Linked DNA regions of Mus musculus: all the other regions are linked to region 1. A link is a contact called in public Hi-C data. All regions are on one chromosome and are shown on one strand. Each heading gives the region's core, a stretch centred on a gene start, on an enhancer-like site or on the middle of the called end of the contact. The rest is flanking DNA. Distances are from core to core; before and after follow the strand shown.

Region 1 (4,072 bases), core at 909-3,408:
TAGACTCTTTCAACCCTGGAGGCAGCTGACTGGCTGGTTTGTCAGTTCAGTTTACCAAGGATCAACACCAAAATGACAAAGTCGCAATCAGCATATGAGTCACCAGAGGGCTCTGCAGCTGCCTCTGTGCACTGGGCTTCACTTCCTGTAGTGTGGCAGGGAGGCGTTGATGCATGAGTCATCAAACACCTGAACAATCAGAGCTGAACTAGTCGATGGATAGCACAAGGCACAGCATCAAAATGTACAAAACCAGCATATCTTCGTGTCACCTGTAATAGAAATGTATTACATCGTTTACCCCGGGTAGTACTTACATGGCTGACAGGACACGTAAGCTGTATTACAGCCCAGTTGCATGACTCAGCCTGCCAAAACCTTGTCTGATGCCTTCCATGACCACTAATATGTCCTTAATATTATTTTCTGTAACTTATAATACTAAATCAAATGGAGTGAGTTCTTTAAAGTTTCTATGACTAATGCCCGTATCAAATAATCTATGGAGAAACATAGTCACAAATAATTCAACTACAGTTCAGAAGGAGTCATGCATGCTACAGATAAGAGAACTCGGAGAGAGCAAATAGCAAGCATAACCAATGGGTACTGGCCTGAGACATTAGAAAATAAACCAAATCCCATAGAAAAATCCCATCTAGAGGACAGAGATCTGAACACAATGTATATTTTCCCAAAGAGAGAAAGACAGAGTCAGATACAGGCAGGCAAGCAGGCAGGCAGATACAAAGGCAGGCAGACAGACAGACAGACAGACATATGCATGTGAGTAGGAATAGGGACCCACTGTATAGAAGAGATAATTAATCTACTAAGTGTCTGTACCGTTGCCAAATCTCTGTTAATGTTACAAATGGAGGGGCTGGAGACTCAGCTCGGTGGTTAAGAGCACTGGCTGCTCTTGCAGAAGAGCTAGGTTTGATACCCAGCACCCACATGGAAGTCCATAGCTGTCTGTAGCCCAATTCCAAGGGCCCCATCACCTTCTTCTGGCCTCCTCAAGCACCAGACAGCACCTGCTGCAGAAATACACATGCAGGTATAACACTCATACACATTAAGTTAATTACAATCTAAAAGTTATTAAAGCATTGCAAGCAACACTTCCAACAAAATCAAAGAATACGATGAATCACTAGTTAATTATTTCTTATTATCAAAACAGTAAATGGCTGTACAAATAAGGTCTTTACAGAGATAAAGGAAATTTCTCAGGAAAGGAGAGCAATTTCCTTCTTGAGTATTCTAGAAGATCTTAACCCCATAGGTCCCCATACAAGGGAATCAAAACAACAAGGGATCATCAGCATCAGAGACCAGAGGGAATGTTGTTTAACAATATAAATGCCACAGCTTGGCACCCCAACTTTCGGACAATTATGTTAAGTATTCCTTTTGGCACGGAGGTTAATTGCTCACAGGTTTCAAAACCAGCTGATGTCAATTCAGCTTTCCCTCACTTTCCATGGGAGGATCCCAGTCGGGAGTGACATACCACACAAATGGGAGGAGGGAAGGTAACAGACAGAAGCACCAGGAAATGTTAATATTGTAAATACTAAAATCCATGCCAGTGAAGTGAACAATGACCTGAATGGGCACACACGGGAAGTGTCGAGTCTCAGAAAACTGTACTCTGCAAATAACGGAGTGCAAGTGTTAGAACTCATTTTCTAAAACTTAGCTTTATCGTGGAAGTTCACTGAGGGAGAGGCATCCCTTTCCTTCTTATTCAGATACTATATGATTAGGTTAATAAATACATTTAAAGTCTAGATCATCTTTTAATTCAGCCGCACAAACAGGGACAGTTGGGATTTGATTGTGGAAAGAATGATTCGGTCATTTGAGAAAGCCCTTCCTTTATTTGCTCAGAACATGGTTTTGGCATCCTATTAACATTTCCAAATTGAATGAGCCTGTCTCTTTGTGTTAGGCAATAGTCTAAGAATAGGGAGAGACCAACGATCATTAGCAATTTATTGTCCTTGCTGAAAAATTAGAAACTGGCCTGGCCGGAACATTAAGTTACAAGGGCAACAGGGATGTCTGAAGGATCAGTGATGCAGATGAGTAACACAGGCCATTCTGGCTCCTGCCAGTGCAGTCAGCAGACGAGACCTTTCCTCGCACGCACTGAATGCTGCTGAAGTGAACAAGCATGCGCAGTTCCCACACAGCGTCCACAGGTTGGAGCCTTCCATGAGCCACACAAAGGAAGGCAAACACACATGCTCACATGTGCCTGCAATGCACGGCTCACACAGACACAATACTAAACAAGCTCCACTCCCTTCCCAGGAAAGGGGAAACTCCATGCCAGAACCCTGGAGACTCACATCATGGTAATTTTCCTCTAAGTCATATCTAACATCCAGTCTAGAACAATCTAGACCCAGAAGTGGGCCATGGGTCTTCTTTCAAAATGTGATGTCAGAATGTCAGTGAGCTGAAAACATAGGACGACAGCCCAGAGCCCCTGCACAGCCTCGTCATTCACTGCGCACAAACCCCCAGCAAATGTACCAGGAAATGTTAATATTGTAACTCATGTTAATGTTAATTAAATTAATTAAATGTCAATATTGTTAATGATGTAACTCAGTCTGTCTCAGAAGAGGAGGAAAGGCACCTACCTGGTTGAGAAAATTGTTTGTCACCAAATGATACAAACAATGAGGGTTCCATCTGCTCTGGTCAATGTAAGTGACTTCATTCTACCAAAGAGGATTTCTAGTAAAAGACTTGCCTATCAAAACTGTGAACTGCGCCTACCATCGCCAACTCCTCTTGACAGACTGTTCACTTCAATGCACACAACCAAAGTGGCAAGCAGCCACTTACTGAAAGTGCCACTGTATCAGTGCCACTGCAGTCAGGACAATGAATAGGATCAATCCACTCCAAGCTTAGTCCACTGGAAACCTGTCCTCACCCAGCAGCAGAAGGATGAGGAAGCTGGAAAGAGGAGTGGTAGGGATGAGGTGGGCAATGACCCTGTAACCTCCTGACATCAAACTGCATCCCTTGTGATCCTCATGGAAAACATTGAGTTTGAAGAATAAAATGTGCCTAGGACCCTCACCGTGTGAAATGCAATATGTTGTTGATATGTGTCATAGTCAAGCTAGGAGATGGGGTCAACTTCACAACTGTTTGACTATGGGGCAGTGGGCTGTGCACAGACAGCCTGGTCTCCACTCGAGCAAAGATCTAGAACTCCGGGGGATCCAGTGGGTGGCGATTTCCACCTACGTGGGACAGAAGATGTTCGATCATATCTCCTGGACCCCTGGCTCCTGTCAAAGTTACCACCCCCACATCCCCTGCAGAAGAGGTATGTGACTATCAGTCACGCAGACAATGTCCCAAGCTCCTGGCATTCTGGATAGACTCCACCCCCACAGTTATCTGACTATAGCCAGGTATGCTCCTACCCACAGTTACCTGATAGCCCAGCCCACTATAAAAGGGACTGCTTGGCCCCTCCTCGCTCTCTTTAAGCCCCCATCTTTCTTACTCTCCTCTCTAGCCCTCCTTCTCTCTCTTCCTCCCCCCCCCCCATCTCCACATGGCCATGGCCAGACTCTCTCTCTCTTTCTACTTTCTCTCTTTCTCTCTGCCTTTCTACAATAAAGCTCTAAAACCATAGAACGTCTCTGCCCATCAAGGCCCGCCGTGCTTTAACAATGGGATAGGCTTTCCCCTAATGAGCCATGTCTAACCTCCCACCAGAAGGTCTTCTTGCATTCCAGCCACAGACTGGACCAAGAACTCTTGCCTGTGTGGGAACCACCCAGTACCTCCCTCTTTCCCTGCCCTCTCCTCCCTTTGGCCCCAGGGATGACCGAGCTGCCCCTGGCGCCCCCATTCCATTCTCAGCTCTTCTGTGGTGTCCATCGGTGTATGGGATGCCCGAAGCTGGGAACCTGGTGCCTAGGACTGCCCCTTGTCCACCCCCCTCCGAGCTGGGGTACATGGCTTCCCACAGCCAGACACCCACCCGGGGCCGCATTGAAAGCGTGCGGCAGTCCTTCCACTTCTGCCCACC
Region 2 (4,072 bases), core at 820-3,319, 210 kb before region 1:
TTCAATGCTAGCTGCTAATGGTGTCAAATCCATTTAGAAAAGGTAATATTTTAGATAGAATGAGCTCATTTTGTCCACCACAGCATGAGTAGGAATGCTGCCAACCAAGAAAGAACAAAGTGAACTTTTATAGCTTTTGGGGGGTTCTATTATTGATGATATGGGATAAAATGACATTCCTTTTAGGTAGTCATCAAACAAATGTATAATCAGGTGATTAAACTTGTGTCGAAATTAAAAGCCAAATAAGTTAAAAATTGATTAAGAAGCCTGATGGAAGATACAGCTTGAGTTGTCACTTAGCTACTTTCTGTTTAGAGATTATTTTGAGTCACCTGTCAATAAAGGCAGTTATACCAATTGTTCAGAGCATGAGGGTGTTTTTGATGGTGACTGTTACAGAGATCCACAACTGGTCAAAATTCATAGCATAAGCAACTGGGATGCCCAACCTCAGAGGATACAGCTAGAATGCAGCCCCTAAAGCTCGTAGAAAGCACAGAAGAGGGGGCAGAAGGAGTGTAAGAGGCAGCGGGCCCAGATCCCTATGGTAGGACAGTGTCTTCTTGACATGGTAGGGAACTGCATCCAGGAAATCTCAACAATCTATCATCTCAACCTCAGCAAGACTTGCATAAGGACAACACGAGATGACATGCAGGCACAAATAGCAGAGTTCTCACCAAGCCCACCCCTAGATAAAGAGCCTTCAGCCATCAGTGGCTGCTGACAGAGGGAAGATCTCAGTTTTTCACTTGGCATGCATCCCCAGTAGATCCAATCCTAAACCATCAGCCCGACATGGTGTACACATAAGCATCATCAAATGGGCTTAAAAGGTCACACACACACACATACATAATATTTAAATATACATGTATACACACATATACATGTGCATATGCATATAAACACAAATATATATTGTGTATGTGTGCAATAATTGCCAAGGTTCTGTCACATGGTAAGTACTGCTGGAGATTCTGAAAGCCAATAAATATCTGTACCTGGGGATGGAAAGGGTACTCCACAGCTTACTTCAGTATCTCTCATAATACCTGAAGATTTCCCACAATGCCTGAGGTTTTGTAATGAGAGCATCACTGATGGCAAGGTAAAGGAATGGTCTAGTCCAAGGCTTAGTACTGATGCTGAGTGAGGCCATGCCGCACACCATTCTTCCTGTCTTATGTGATCTTTCTCCAGATGAGCACTTCAACCTCAACTCTCACCAGCCACCAAGCATCCTGACTGTACAGTGCTCACAGTGGTAGTAGTCTGTTATGTTAGGAAAGCTACAGGCCTCTTCTGGTGGCATCCATTCTGTTCTGTAAAGCATGGCTCTTACCTGGGCTACCTCCTCTAACTCCACTCCTAACATTGTTCTTAATGGATACTCACGGGGAAAGGAACTGAATCAGATGTAACAATATTTCTTCCTGAAGGGCCAAATTGTACGTTTTTTTTTTTTTTGACCTTTTCAAGCCACCCATTCTCTGTAATAACAGCTCAGCTCTGTCATCACAGCTCAGAAGAGTCATAAACCCACATGAGCTAAGACACACGTTGTGTTGCCATGAGACTTAAGACGCTGATTGAGGTTTGTCCACTTCTAGCACATGATTATCTCCTTTGTAAAAAGACATCCTAACACTCCAGATGCTAAGCAGTACCTAGGACATAGCAGATACTCAAGAGATGATAGAGGACTCAATGAATTCAGCAGAAGAAGGGTGTATTGCAACGATCAAGACAGACTTACCACTCCCATCCCAGAACAGAAAGGAAGAGAGATGTCTCTAACATTTTTTACAAAGAAAAGTCTGGGGTTGAACTAAACAAACTCTGAAGTCCTATCCAAGTTTGAAAAACTTGAAGAAAAAAACAGAAGGCAGAACATAAAAGCTATTGTGCATTTCCTTTGTTCTTTAACACATTAAAAAAATCTGGGTACACATAAGACCCAGACACATAAGGTTTTTACTGATTTGGGGCCCAGAGGATGCATGCCACTGATCAAAGTAATTCTCAGGCCAAGCTAGCCAGAATGTACTGTACCGTGCCCACTGCTATCAGGTATCCGTCAGCCGCTCTCCAAGCAGGATGTCCTCGGTAAACTGTAAACCACCAAGCACTTCTGGCTTGCATCACAGAAAGCAAACCGTGCTTACCCCAGAGAGGTGAGTTCCTATTGTTCAATATCAACAGCACAGGCTGGGCATAGGTTGTTTAGAGAGCTTAGACTTTTTTACAGAATATCGAGAAAATGCCTCATCATGTCCTTTTAGGTGGAACAAGAGGAGAGAGAAAAGCTAAATGAAAAGACCACACCAGCCTCTCCTAACAGAAGCCAAAATAACCAGAAGGCGATGTACAGCTGCTGTAATCACAAATGAATGAATCTGGGCCTGTTACAGTGAGCTGTTCAAAGCAGAGAAGGTGAACTGAATGCCTTTCTTCTCTTTAGGCTCCCTTTGTTTTCTCTTACATGTAGCGTCCATGGAAAAATGTCTCCTCTAAATCAGAGTGCCCTCTCCTACTGCTGGCTAGGACAAGGTCGCAGAAAAACCCAAAGGAGGAGCAGGAAGAGCCTTTGAAAGAACACTGAGGTATTGAGACATGAAAATACATGGCTTTCATCCTGCCACTCTTCGGGATTTAGAGTCTCTGGTCAAAGGTTGGGTGAGATCTTTGTGTTCTATAAGAGAATTCTGGGAGTACAGTGTAGCACAGAGTCTGCCGTGATGGTGCTTTGTTCAAAGCCATCTTGGCATCATATCCTCAGGCAAGTCACCTGTGCAGTACATGCCTCAGTTTCCCCATCTGTAAATCTAGAGGCAGCACTAAAGCATACCACATAGTAATCATGTGAACTAAGTGGTAATTCAGCCCACTAGCAGGGAGCTTGAGATGTAGGCTATGCTCTTTTATGCTGACCACAGTCTTTATACTGACAGCTAGAAACAGCGTGGGACAGTCTCAGGAGATATTTTTTAATTAATTTACATCTTTCCCTCCTATATCTGGAGGCAAAGATCCTTTAAATTTTTAATATTTTAATCTGTGGATATACACAAAGTTAATTTTTCTTTTTGGTCAACCAATAAGAAAACCTAATGAAACAAATTTATATTCTCATTCAAATTCCCAGAATGCTACCAGGGTTAGAGATATCATGTTTCAACAAGATGACTTAGACAGGACCTGGCACTTTGATTAAAAACTTCCATGAGAAAAATTGCCCTATAACTTTAGGTCCCTAAAGCACAAGCAGAACAAGCCAGGTGGCAACCACCCTCTAACAAATATAAATGGCACAACTGTTTATGGGACACAATTTTAATTCTGCCTTAAAGCTCTCTACAGTCAATTTTAGTAACAGATACCCCTCTAATGCTAGAATAAGTGCCTCGAGGCAAAAAGGGAAGGGATTTGTTCTGAGGTTATAACATCAATAAGTGCTGGAAGCCACTAAAATACAAGGCTCCAAGTCAAGGCATATGAAAATGTAGAATTCTACATTAGGACAATGACTATCAATGCGGTTTAAAATATATGGAAGAAGTTAATATTAGCAAGCGAGAAATTAATTGTAAGTGTGGTTCCACCTTATTCTTGTCCACGATCTTAGGACAAATTTATCTGCTAAGTAATTTTGCTTAAAAGGTCAAATCAAATTAAGACTGAGGTTCAGAAAAGCGCTGCTGAAACATTGGCCATTTAATTGTATCTTTCCCACTAAGTGCTCTTGAATGTTAGCACACATTTCCTTCTGTCAATCATGTCCGAGTGCTTTCCTCACACAGCCGAAGACCGTGGGATGTGAGCTTTCGTTAGTGATGAACACTGCTTTTTTTCAGTTCTGTGACCCTCTCTCTGCAGTGGCGTCCCCTATGCAGGGATCTGAGGCTGTGGTGGAGTCAGGCCCTGAGCTTAGTGATGGCTAGGCTAAAAATGTTATTTTCTCTGTGTGGTGGTAAACTTGCAAAAGACCAATCATCTTACCCCACCTTGACAGTCAAAGATAATGGAACACCTTCTCCTCCAAGAAATGAGGCATCGAGGTTCTCAG
Region 3 (4,072 bases), core at 1,143-3,642, 170 kb before region 1:
TGCTATACATAAAATACATACATAAATCTTGATAATGCTATCATTTCAATTGTGTAATTTATTTTTGATCTGTATGGATTAAAAAAAGAAACAAACAAACCTGAAGTCATTGACTTTCTGGGAAGTCTTTTTATTAGGCTCAAAAACACAATTGCTTTTTGCTAGTCAAAATGGTCAGATTTCAAAAGATTATGAGCCTGTATTACTTAAGCAATTCTGTATACATTGGGATTGTTTTCCCCAGAGGGCTTTCAGAATGCCACATACCTTTCTGATGAAATTAAGAATACACAACTGTTTTAGAAGCACAACCTCCCTTTTGCATCCCATCCAAACATCCCCTGGGTCGCGAGCAGTTTAACCTCTCTCTGGAAATCTACTATGCATAATTGAAACATGCTAAGTAAAGAACATTAATGCCTCCAAAGGGCTTGCCTATATGGTCCTTCAAGGTTCTCAGTAATTCTCAGTAATTGAAATGTGTTGTTAAATGATTTAGAACTAAGATGCACCAATTTTGCAGACTAAGTCCCATATTGTTTGTAAAATAGCGTGGATTTTATTTTTCCTGCTTGATTTTAATGCTGAGAGGAAAGGCAAGGCTCGCCTCTGACTTTCTGGACATTAAAAGTACAGATTGTGGTCTGTCTCTCAGGTCCCAGGCAGTTGGAGCTGTAGCCATCAGAGTCCCTAATGTAAAGGCTTTGTTCTCTTTTGTTTCTTCTTAATGGGGCACTTTCTTTTCAGAACTCAGTTGCTATAAAATGGGAAAAGTCAGCCTTTTTATTAGTTCAGAAGAAGCCCATGGTATTTATTTATTTATTTATTTATTTATTTATTTCCCTAAATGCAGCCACTCCCTTTGCCCTGGGCAGGCTCAAAGATCTCTCCACCCTTTTGACAGCTGGATTGTGTCCTTGGTTTTCTTTGACTGTGGTTGTTTACTCTAAATCAGGGTTCCTCTTCTCCCTACACCTTTACACTTCTGCACCCCTGCCCAATGCAGGCCTTTCCCCCGAGATATGTGCTGGGTAAATCTCCAACTGATGTAAGCAAAAAAGGCAGGAAAGGTAAGTGGCAGACAGAGGACAGCCTAGAGGCACTGAACCTTGGGCTTGGGTCTTGGAGAGAAAGTCTAGTGACAAAGACAATGTATCCAGTTTGTGGAGTGTGTACCCAGCTCACATATTTATCTAGAGCTGAATTTATGTCTGATCCTGCCCTATGAACAAGGAGAAAGAAATGATCCCTGATGTCCAAGATCTCCAGAACCGCAAGTTTTCCCGGCTCTAGGTACCAGCCGCGTATGCACCCACCTCTGTCTGGTGATGAGATTGATGTAGTGTCGCAGAGCGGAGTAGTATCTGGCCATGTCCTCTGCTGGCGCGTCCTCGCCCGGATTGTCCGGCTTGGAGGGGTACCCCTCAGCCAGAATGCCCAAACACACGAGCAGAGATAGAGCGAGGGTCAGTCCACACAGCCCCATTCGCTTGTTACCTAGCATCTGTGGATACAGAAGGCTCAGACTTGGAGATGCTGAGATTGCTCGTCTTTGTCCCAATTCCAGCTATCACTCTAGACCCTCATCTAATCCCATCCCAGACCCTAGAATAAAAGCCCAGACTGGGCAGGCGCCACTTCCAAATCTTTAGAAGACCACTTGCCCCGACCTGGATCTTCTGCCCCGTCCACATATTTCAGAAAACTTCCTCCGATTCTCCTGGTGAGAGGCAGAGGTCCCCTTTTCAGAACAGAATTGGAAGTTCTGCCCTCTATCTTAAAGAATGACCACTTTTCTCCTCTCGTTCCTAAATCACCCTTGGAGGAGAAAACTTTTCTTCTGGGTTGCTTTTGATTTGTGTGGCTACAAGCGCTGTGACAGTCGGATACCCAGAGGCTCAGTTCGGATTTTGGAGGCAACAGAGCTCACCGTGCTAGAGACAATACTTGGGGGAATCTCCCACTAGGAGCACACATGCAATCTGGGTTCCTGGTTGTAACCAACCAACCAACCAAACAAACAAACAACCAAACAAAACCCCACCGCTGCCCTGGGATAGGTGTTCCCAGGTTCTTCTCCCTACCCTCAAAAGATAAGAGGCACGGAGGCGGGGCGCCCAGATTGGAGGGTCCCGGGGAAGGGCAGGTGGACAGTAGAACCTGAGTCCAGCAAGTGAAATTTAGGCGCCCCAAAGAGCTGGGTGTCAAGCTGGCAGAGCAAGCTCAGGGGACCGGCTGCGGGGCAAGTTCACTGGCGTCTGGGAGCCCGCGCCCCTGTCCCAGTTGATCCTGGCACTCACCGTGGCGGGCGGGCAGTCGTCGCTGAGCGGCGGGTGCTCTGCTCTGGGTGCCTCTGTGAGAGAAGAGATCCACCGGTGGGATGCGGAGAGCGGGTCGCCCACAGGCTTTTATGGAGCGCCCTTGTCGCGGCAGGAGGGGCCTCGGGGGCAGTCACGCCCGGGTGACTCCCACAGCCACTTCCCGCCCCCAGCGGCGGGGGAGGAGGCTGGAGCCACTGCCGCTCGAGTGGCGGCGTCTGGAGCCACCCACACCCCAATTCTAAGCGGCCCGCTCTGCGGGGAGAAGGGAACAGTCAAGAGTGAGCACCCTCGGAGCCCTCTCTCTATCCCCGACCGTCGAGTCCCGCTAGGGAGATGAAGCGGGACCGCTTAGGTTGCCTGTCGCGGGAATTGTCAGCTCTCTGCGTGCGGGTCTGTAGGGACCTGAATATTCTACTTGGGGAGCATATCTGGGGCCCGCGGGATAACTGCGCGCTCTGGGAGGGAGGCAGGCGAGCGAGGTTTTTCCCGCTCCCGGTGCAGGTGTGCGGGACCGCAAGGTCCCAGTGGCTTCCATAGACCCATTGGATCTACTGGTCTCCCCAAAAGGTGGGCCCTCCCCCAAGCACTCTCCCCAACGCTGCTAGCCGGGTTCGGCCTCAGCCAGAAACTCCCCGAGGCTGCCACTGGGAGCCCGCGGTCCATGAGCTTCTGTATCTAGAGTGGAAAGTGGCGGCGATTCGCACCCCTGTCTGTAAACCCTGTGAAGTCCCGAGTGAGCTTGGTTAGCGTCTGAATGAGCACTTGCTTTCAGATTGAAATGGAGCAGATTAAAAAACCAACACCAGTGTGCTTGTCGCGTTAAACTTGTTGAATAAATATGAACGATATTGAAGTTATGTTTACCAGATAGGGATTTTTACAAGGTACGCTTGAGTAAGTGCCCCTGGAAGTTTGAATCTAAGTGAAATGGTCCATTGCTAAAGTGGAATTTACGCGTTATTTTAAAGCTAAACTAAATGATTTCGTTTGAGTGTCACTTTGCGGGTTGTTTAAATAGTGCTAAATTGACTACTAATAAGAGGGAGAGAGGGAGGGAGGGAGAGAGGGAGGGAGGGAGGGAGGAAGAGAGAGAGAGAGAGTGAGAGAGAGAGAGAGAGAGAGAGAGAGAGAGAGAGAGAGAGAGAGAGACTATGTGATCGAATGATAAACCAGAACAACAATATCCCTCGCAGCTGGAAGACTTCACTTTCCCTACGTCAGAAACCTGCACCAGGGCCACAAACACTGAGCTGTCAGGGCTGCTTTTGTGCCCACATGAGGACATTTGATAAAAGGCAAAGCATCTAACAAGTCCTCTCTGATAAGGAGGAAGGCACACACTACTGTTCAATAATGTAATTATATTTTTGTAGTGAATCAGAGATTCACATCAGTTGAAGCCTGGATTTAGCAGGAGTCACAGGATCTCGGAGAAAGTACACCTTAGGGCGCGAGGGAGGGGCACCACTTTTGAGCAGGGACTCTGGGAATCTGATTCACTTCCTTTATAATGTCGGTGCTTGAAAACAAGAACTTTTCCCATCAGCATTTGGAAAATAAAGTCAAGGGAGGGTGTGCCCAGGATGTCACACTGTTCTCTTCCTTGTTGTCCAAGCTGCATCATCTGGCCTTGAGCTCTCAACATTCTGCTGATACCACTCCATCAATTAACTCCTTTGGTGGCTTCCTGAAATCATTGGTAGCTCATAGAAACAACCTCTCCCCCAACAAACAAAATCAAACGTCATTCA

What was found. A called contact is a pair of places that touch in the nucleus more often than the background predicts.
Region 2: a Hi-C map of nephron progenitors shows a contact between it and region 1, with 1.8 times the contacts expected there. The contact joins two enhancer-like sites. A contact is called at or near these places in 2 of 484 Hi-C or Micro-C datasets (both in nephron progenitors) and 1 of 9 other capture datasets (embryonic stem cells).
Region 3: a Hi-C map of nephron progenitors shows a contact between it and region 1, with 2.0 times the contacts expected there. The contact joins the promoter of Npy here to the enhancer-like site in region 1. A contact is called at or near these places in 2 of 39 promoter capture datasets (epiblast stem cells and stem cell-derived epiblast-like cells), 1 of 484 Hi-C or Micro-C datasets (nephron progenitors) and 2 of 115 datasets of contacts at active chromatin or transcription factors (SST interneurons and pancreatic cancer cells).

What each region holds. Positions count from the first base shown.
Region 1 is chr6:49,652,822-49,656,893 of GRCm38.p6, reverse strand. The region is part of intron 2 of Gm31226 (a long non-coding RNA gene); the gene reads right to left. Among named protein-coding and RNA genes, the nearest start is that of Gm31226, 21 kb to the right of the region's middle. Within about 2 kb of position 2,158, at least 10 of the 459 cell types and tissues checked have an H3K27ac peak or open chromatin away from gene starts, as enhancers often do. A contact at or near this core is called in nephron progenitors and pancreatic cancer cells, where this site is marked.
Region 2 is chr6:49,865,773-49,869,844 of GRCm38.p6, reverse strand. No RefSeq gene overlaps it. Among named protein-coding and RNA genes, the nearest start is that of Npy, 45 kb to the right of the region's middle. Within about 2 kb of position 2,069, at least 4 of the 459 cell types and tissues checked have an H3K27ac peak or open chromatin away from gene starts, as enhancers often do. A contact at or near this core is called in nephron progenitors, where this site is marked.
Region 3 is chr6:49,821,030-49,825,101 of GRCm38.p6, reverse strand. It overlaps Npy (neuropeptide Y), which reads right to left and starts at 2,392. Exons shown (of 4, transcript NM_023456.3): 1 at 2,301-2,392; 2 at 1,317-1,504. The coding sequence starts at 1,504.